Linked DNA regions of Mus musculus: region 1 is linked to region 2. A link is a contact called in public promoter capture Hi-C data. All regions are on one chromosome and are shown on one strand. Each heading gives the region's core, a stretch centred on a gene start, on an enhancer-like site or on the middle of the called end of the contact. The rest is flanking DNA. Distances are from core to core; before and after follow the strand shown. Region 1 overlaps Acvrl1 (activin A receptor, type II-like 1). Region 2 overlaps Scn8a (sodium channel, voltage-gated, type VIII, alpha).

Region 1 (4,058 bases), core at 331-2,830, 130 kb after region 2:
AGCTCTAAGTGGCTGGAGTTGGGGAAGGGGTAGGGTACCTGGATGGCACCAGAGAAGTAGGCTTAGTTATAGGCAGAAAAGGAAGGACTGAAGGATTTGCCTTGGGCTCCTGGGGTGGAGGGGAAGCTCTGTCAGCCTCACACAGACTCCTAGCGCATTATAAACACTGTAATCTGGTGTCAGCCCCGGCACTGATTAAAGGCTCATTAGACACGCTCGGGCCTCTGCAAATCGCTGATTAGGGCGCTGGCGGCACAGGGGCAGCCTGGAAGCCCGCCACGGGGAGAACAGCTGCTGAAGGGTTCACTAAGGTTGTGGCCTACACAGTCACAGCCGCAGCCTGGGGTTGGGAAGCAGGAAGAGACGTGGGGCTGCCTCTGACACCACAAGCACACCTTTCAGAAAAGGCTCAGGATAACTTGACATGGGGTGGGGACGCAGTTGGTTGTGGGATCTGCAGAGACGTGAGCCTTCCCTGATGGTAAACTCATCTTATTTGGACCAGGGAGTAAATCATTTGCTTCCAGGAGAGGTGTATTTCTGTCCTTTGTTGTCCCGATTATGAGCCTTATCTAGTCCTACCTACCAGAAATGCAGCCGAGAGAGCAGAATCATGCAATGTGGTGTTGGATTTCTGCCTTAAGTCCCAGCTCTGTCATTTGCTACTTGTTGATCGTTAAAGACAAACTTTCTGAGCTTTTGGGCCTACTGTTCATGACTTGAGGCTACAATGTTACAATCCCCACAGGCCACTGTGAGGCTTTCCCATTTAGCACTAAGGACCCCGACTGGCACATAGGAAGTGCTCTGTAACACAAGCTGTTAGTATAATCTGGCATCAGTCAGGGAGTAGTACCCAGGCCCAGGATGGAAGACAGCTGAACAAGATGGAAATAAAATCCAGCCTGGAAAGCCAAAAGATGGGTTTCAAGTCCTGACTCTGCCGTGACTGGTTAGGCAACATGAATCCCGTGCTTCATTTGTGACTCGGGTGGTACCACACAGAGATACCAGGAGGATGGACAGGAAAGCCTGGAATGTGCTTATCACGCACTGGGGAAGTGTGAAACACAGCAATAGTTCTGAGCTATACGTACAGTTGCTATGTTATAGGACAGGATCCCTCTCAGGAGCAATATAGTCAAGCAGCTAGCTCCAGGCAGTCATCCTCTGGGTGCTCTTTGGACTCCTTAAGTCCCAAGTGATTGTCCCACATCCCTTGAATCCCCAGGCATTGTGGAGGATTACAGGCCACCTTTCTATGACATGGTACCCAATGACCCCAGTTTTGAGGACATGAAAAAGGTGGTGTGCGTTGACCAGCAGACACCCACCATCCCTAACCGGCTGGCTGCAGATCCGGTAAGGTCTCTGCTTGGGCTTGTGCTGGGGCGGGGCTGGAGCGGGGCTGGGGCTGGGGCTGGGGCGGAGCTGGGCTGGGGCTGAGGCGGGGCTGGGGCTGGGGCTGAGGCTGGGGCGGGGCTGGGGCTGGGGCGGGGCTGGGGCTGGGGCGGAGCTGGGCTGGGGCTGAGGCAGGGCTGGGGCTGAGGCTGGGGCGGGGCTGGGGCTGGGGCGGAGCTGGGCTGGCATGGGTGGAGATTGATTCTCAGCTGGAATTTCTGAGTTCTTGGCTCTACAACCTCTGATTCTTGGGTAGATCGTGGGTTGTTCTGAGTATTCCCTGCCACACACCTGACTTGCGAATTCTTCATCCTTCTTGGACCGTCCTTCCAGTCTATATGATTTTAGAAACTTTCACCTCAGCTGCTTTCTTCTCTCCATTTGTTATTGTTGTTATTGTTGATGATGATTTGGATTTTTTTTTCTCAAGACATTCTACACTGAAAGAAATACATAAGCCGGGCGTGGTGGCACACACCTTTAATCCCAGCACTCGGGAGGCAGAGGCAGGTGGATTTCTGAGTTCGAGGCCAGCCTGGTCTACAAAATGAGTTCCAGGACAGCCAGGGCTATACAGAGAAACCCTGTCTCGAAAAATAAAAAATAAAAATAAATAAATACACACATATATGTGTGTATATGTATACACACACACATGCACACATACTCAGTCTCAGACATGTATACACAAGTAAGCAGACTCATGACACCAAGAAGACAAAACCTGTGAACCTGTGTTTTTAGCTCTTTTTTTGTTTTGTTTAGTTTGTTTTTGTTTTGGGGACAGGAGTCTTACTTACTATGGCAGTGCTGGCTGGCCTGGAACTTGCTATGTAGACCAGGCTGACTTCAAATTCAAGGAGATCCACCTATCTGCCTCTGCCTCCTGAGAACTAGGATTAAAGGTTTTCACACCTTGTCCAGCTCACTCCTTTTTTTTAAAAGAAATTATTTCTTCGCCAGGCATGTTGGTACACGCTTTTAATCCTAGCAATGGGAGGCAGAGGCAGGTGGATCTCTGAGTTCAAAGCCAGCCTGGTCTATAGAGTGAGTGCTAGGTCAGCCAGAGCTACACAGAGAAACCCTGCCTCAACACCCCAAACAAACAAAAGCAAGTAAACAAACAACAAATTATTTCTTCTTTCGATTTTATACAAACATAATGTATTTTTGACCATATGCCCCTCATTATGTCTCTCATCCTTTCCCCTCCCACTCAGCCCCTCCTTCTCCTGCTCAGCCCCTCCTTCTCCCGCTCAGCCCCTCCTTTTTTCTAAGAAGCACCTCCTTCTTCTCATTCTAATATTCCTACCAGCTACCTTGGTGCCCGGCCTACACTAAGACTCATATTTGTACTAAAAGATAATAAACGTATATGTGTATACGTAAGAGACCGCATAGCTACCTTCCAGCGCACAGATGTATACTCACTCTTAGGAACCAGAGGAGGCAGGCTGCCATGTTCAGGGGCCACTATGCTTCCCAGGATGGGCTCCTTCTGGGAAACAGGCACTTTTGGGGCAATGCCCGCCGTTGCCTCACTCTCAGTCATGGCTGGTGGAGGGGCAGGGAGTCGGTACTCTGTGCACTAGGTCTCAGGCTGCAAGAGGTGCAACACAGACTTGCAGGAAAACCCTTCACAGCGGATCCTGCCATGGGGGCGGGGTGGGGGACAGGTGCTCACCAGAGGCCGTGCACTGCGCGGCTCTCAAAGACCTCCACACCCTCCTATGCTCTCTCCTGCTTGTTTTGCCACCTTCTTCCACTTCTCCCTCCCTCATTCTCAGCTCCTCCCCTCCCCCTCCCTCTACCCCCCCCTTGGTTTTTCAAGACAGGATCTATCTCACCCTAGCTATCCTGTCTCTCACTCTAGTCCTGGCTGGCCTGGAACTCAAAGATCCTCCTGACTTTGCCTCTTAAGTGCTGGGATTAAAGGTGTGCACCACCACCTGGCTCCATTCTCTTCTCTTGCCTCCTGTCCAATACATGCTCTCCCTGTCCCTTCTCCTGCTATGTCTCCCGATCCTGAGCCATTTCCGGGCCTCCTTTCCATCTTCCTGACCCATGTACCTCTTTTTCCTCTCTGCTCCTCTCCCAACCCCCCAGGTCCTCTCCGGGCTGGCCCAGATGATGAGAGAGTGCTGGTACCCCAACCCCTCTGCTCGCCTCACCGCACTGCGCATAAAGAAGACATTGCAGAAGCTCAGTCACAATCCAGAGAAGCCCAAAGTGATTCACTAGCCCAGGGCCACCAGGCTTCCTCTGCCTAAAGTGTGTGCTGGGGCAGAAGACATAGCCTGTCTGGGTAGAGGGAGTGAAGAGAGTGTGCACGCTGCCCTGTGTGTGCCTGCTCAGCTTGGCTCCCAGCCCATCCAGCCAAAAATACAGCTGAGCTGAAATTCGATCTGCCTCCGTCTGGGCTGCTCAAAGTGGCCGGCTCTCTGACGCCTGGCTGGGTTCCCCATCCCCAAGGCCAGCAGGGTACACCCACTACCACTCCCAGGGCAGGGTGGCCAAGCCAGGGAATCCCGGGCCCGGATCCTGGGCTTTCACTCTTCCCTACCCTTGGTCAACCTTACTGAACTGTCAGAGCTGCCAGGATGGCACAGGGCCCTGTCCAGCTTCAGCAGACATTCCACCTGCCGGGGCTCAGCCAG
Region 2 (4,162 bases), core at 1,431-3,930:
CAGAAGCATCACTCAGGGGATGGAGATGGCTGTAGCTGTAATTATGTTTCCTAAGGAAGAAAGCTATTCCAGCACTTCTCTGTTGGTAGGTTCGACTGTTCCCATAGCCTGTGCCTGTCCTATCACCACACCCTCCAGTCCTGTACTTTGTCTTGTCTCCTTTAATTGAAGCTGAGGAGCTGGGACTGCTATAAGCAAAGAGCAGTGAATGGCTGCAACTGAGTAATGTGAGCAGATTAAAGACATTAACAAAGAGCCACTGGTTTTAACCACAGCCCCTGGCTCTAGTTACTGCTTGCTACATTAAGAGCATTAAATGAATAATTATCCTGCTTCCAAGACTTGCAATTGGAAAGGTCTGATGTCATTTTAATCCAAAGATTTAAATAATTGCTTTTGAAGCCAAGAAACAGGCTCTTGCCTACCTAAAGGTTTAGGTACCGTAGTGGAGAATTCTAGAATTGGTTCTTAAGAAGAAAAGCCTCTCTGCCCCTCCCTACCTGATCCTGTATAAAACTCACTCAGCAGTGTCCTGTAAACTGACAAATCCCCAGCTAGCAGAGCCATGAGCTCTGGGATGTGTCAGCACTGGGTCGGATGTAGGCCTGCGAGTGCAGCCTCACTGTTCCTCAGAGCAGTGAAGAACACTGAGGAAGAGAGCTTGGAGGAGGCAGTGCTTTTAGTGCTGCAGTGTGACAGTTCTGATTCCCTGGGGAGGAATGGTCATGGCCATTGCTGCCCCTCGAGCAGCCATCTAGTCCCTGCTGCTGAAAACTGCCCAGGCAGTGGGCACTCTTTCCTGCGCAGCCAAAAACTGCTGGAAGTTTTTGAGTTGAGGAAAACTCTTGCCATAAACCTTTTGGTCCCTCAAAGTCACTGTCGTGGTGGACTGAGGGTGCACGTTGGAAACAGTCTCCAGTATTCCTGGGACTGACTCATAGGGCAACCCTTCAAAAATGCCCAGAAGAAAGGCAGGAGAAAGACCACAAACTCCAGACACTCACCCCCTTATCTCAGCTCATTCCTGGAACACTTTGCCACGGAGGCCTGTGGGGCTGGCCGGTAACAGCAGAGAACCCGTAAAAACATCAGATACAATGTATATCTGCTGTTCCTGTCACTAGGGAATCTGAGGCGGGAAGATCCAATGTACCCATGAGATAACATAATGAGATCCCCATCTCCAAAAAAACTGATACAAAGAAACTAACAAGCCTTCATTGAGCCAAGGATCCATGAAACCAAGTATCCACTGAGACAAGGACCCACTGAGACAAGGACCTTCACCTCCCACCCTCACTGTGCTCTCTATGGCACTGACCCACTGGGGCTTTCCTCAGCTCACCGATGTAGCTAGGGACCGGAAACAGCCTGTAGGGATCCTCTAGGTGGCCCAAAGGTAGAGAACCCCTTTACTGTCTGCTAAGACATGGAGACAAGTGCAGCGTACGTAAGGTGCGGCAGTCATGTCATCTCTCAGATGTGAACAGTCAGGGCTTCACCTTCCCCAGCAGAACCACTAAGCTGCAGACATTGCGAGAAGGGAGGAGATAAAAAAGGAACGGAACCGAATTTCCAAATATGCACTGTAAGAATTTATGGAAATCAGAGAACCTTTTCGTTTTTCTTTTTCAGGGATGAAAACTAAATTTACCTTGGGAAAGGGGGGAGTTCTGCGGGAAGGAGGCTGAGGCAAATTCTCTTCACAGACTTCTTTTCCCACGCAGACTCCCACGTGGCTCTCACTGGGGCCCTTCAGTCTGAAAACCAAGGCAACCATTTTCTTAGCAACCAGGGAGCCAGTCTGATACCCAACCAAACCACCCCTCCCTAAAATAAAGTCATTGCCATGGGCCACACCAGCTGGCTGGAGAAGGGGAAGCAAGCCGGTTGACACCCCCTTCTAGAGGAAGCATTGGAAATTTTTGTGTATTTTGTTTTTATTTGTTTGCTTACTTGATTGATGGTGGGGTTTGCTTTTATAGAAATCAGGGCTTATTATGCAATCCAAACTAGTGCAGTCATTTAGCCCAGGCTGGCCTCAAATTAATAATTAGTCTCCTGTATGTTCGGTTTATAGGCGTGCCCAGCTTTGGGGAGGATTTCATTTTTATTTTATTGGTGTCACTGGGGTTGAAGTCCTGTGAACCTGTGATATATATCTCTCTCTCTCTCTATATATATATATATAGAGAGAGAGAGAGAGAGAGTTTATCATAGGGAGGGGAGTTAAGAGGGTAATAAAGGCAAATAAAGGCAGAGAGAGAGTAGAGAAGTAGAAGAATAGAGGCTGGCCATGAGCATGGGGGGGGGGGGGGCGGGGAATGGGGAAGGAGCAAGGGGACAGAGAGGGAGCAAGAAGCCAAGAGACCAAGAGAAGGAACAAGAGAGCAAGTTCAGGTTCTTGAAGAACATCTTCACTAGATGAGGAACTGTTTCATTTCCTGTAACTTGAGGAGGGTCTTGCAGTCCGAGCGATCAACACACGGAGGTTGGAGTGGCCACAAGCTAAGCAGCTCTCTGCCTTAGCTATCTAATCATTCTTTTTATTTTGGCTTCCTACATAATCAGAGAGACCCTTTATTCAGTGTCTGTTCCGTGCTGAGAGTCCCACAGTTCTGGGGACGGACCTGCGTGGCTCTAGGGAGGGAGCCTGGGAAGGAGGGCGTGTCTTGGACCGGGCTGTAAGCTCCTCCCCTCACAGTCAGCCAGAGCAGTTCCCGGCTGACCTGTATGTAGGGGCCACGTGAGGCGGTTGAAAAGCTAGGTCTTTCTCTTAAGAGAGATAGGACTAAGACGAAGTAAAGGAAGAGAAACAGAAAGGAAGTATGGAGGGGTGGAGAGAGATGCTACAGGAAGAGAAGGAAGCACGAGAGTAGGAAAGGGGAGAGAGATGGAGGTAGGAAGAGAGAGAAAGGAGAGGATGCACCCTGGGTAGCTACCTCAGCTCTGGCTGCAGCCTCACTGAAGGTAGGACACTACCCTGTGCTCTGGAAGCAGCAGACATGTGCGTGGTGTCGGTCCATCCCTTTCCTGCTAATGGAGAGGGCATTTCTGCCAGACACACTGTCCACAGCTCCCACTTTCTGCTAAGGGCCGAGGCACCTGGTGGATATTTTAGCTTGTTTAATTCCATGTGTGTATGCGTATGCTTGTGTATGTATTAGTGTAGGTCTGTGCATGTGTGTGCAGATACACATCTGTGGTAAGGAGGCTAGGCTGGCTACCAGCAAGCTCCGAGGGATCTGCCCACAGACATGCACCGCTGTGCTCAGCTTTTATGTGGGTGGTGGGGATCTTAACTCGGGGCCCAGTGCTTGCACAGTAAGCATTTTACTGACTGAGCTGTCTCTCCCAGCACCCAGTTTGTTTCATTCTTACCGCTGCCCACCAAAAAGTGGCTTAACCTTCTTCATGGTCCTACAATTAATAGCGAGTATCTGGTCTGGTATTAGAGAGAAGGGACTTTCCCTTTTATCTTAACGTGAAGGAAACCTGAGAAGGGTCAGCGGACAAGCACCCTTTACTCACAGATTTAATAAAGACAACCACCTGTCCAGAGGAAGATACTCTGTATCCTGTTTTCTCTCTGTGCCAGTGGCTCTCACCCTTCCTTCCCTTTAATACAGTTCCTCATGTTGTGGTGACCCCCCCAACCATAAAATTATTTTTATTGTTACTTCGTAACGGTAATTTTGCTACTGTTATGAATCGTAATGTAAATGCCTGTGTTTTCCGCTGGTCTTAGGTGACCCCTGTAGGAGGATCGTTCACATCTCCCCCCAGGGAGTCACGACCCACAGGTTGAGAACCATTGCTCCATAGTGAGGGCTCTCTTTGTTCTTTGCTCTCTCCAGAGCTGGAAGAGTCTCAGAGAAAGTGCCCACCATGCTGGTATAAGTTTGCCAATACTTTCCTCATCTGGGAGTGTCACCCCTACTGGATAAAACTGAAGGAGATTGTGAACCTGATCGTCATGGACCCTTTCGTAGACTTAGCCATAACCATCTGCATTGTCCTGAACACACTATTTATGGCAATGGAGCACCATCCCATGACGCCACAATTCGAACATGTCCTGGCCGTAGGGAACCTGGTAAGACGGAGCAGGGTCTCTGAGAGAATGACTTGAATGTGGTTTCGCTGTGGGACTTTCCCTGGG

The links. Capture Hi-C pulls out chosen DNA fragments and counts their contacts.
Region 1: a contact with region 2 is called in a promoter capture Hi-C map of pancreatic islet. The contact joins two enhancer-like sites. A contact is called at or near these places in 1 of 39 promoter capture datasets (the C10 cell line), 2 of 484 Hi-C or Micro-C datasets (the HPC-7 cell line and the N1E-115 cell line) and 3 of 9 other capture datasets (adipose tissue, liver and pancreatic islet).

The regions. Positions count from the first base shown.
Region 1 is chr15:101,139,836-101,143,893 of GRCm38.p6, forward strand. Acvrl1 (activin A receptor, type II-like 1) reads left to right here. Exons shown (of 11, transcript NM_001277257.1): 10 at 1,232-1,362; 11 at 3,508-4,058. The coding sequence ends at 3,642. Among named protein-coding and RNA genes, the nearest start is that of Acvrl1, 13 kb to the left of the region's middle. Within about 2 kb of position 1,581, at least 125 of the 459 cell types and tissues checked have an H3K27ac peak or open chromatin away from gene starts, as enhancers often do. A contact at or near this core is called in the N1E-115 cell line and pancreatic islet, where this site is marked.
Region 2 is chr15:101,004,196-101,008,357 of GRCm38.p6, forward strand. It overlaps Scn8a (sodium channel, voltage-gated, type VIII, alpha), which reads left to right. Exons shown (of 26, transcript NM_011323.3): 13 at 3,858-4,096. Among named protein-coding and RNA genes, the nearest start is that of Fignl2, 48 kb to the right of the region's middle. Within about 2 kb of position 2,681, at least 119 of the 459 cell types and tissues checked have an H3K27ac peak or open chromatin away from gene starts, as enhancers often do. A contact at or near this core is called in the N1E-115 cell line and pancreatic islet, where this site is marked.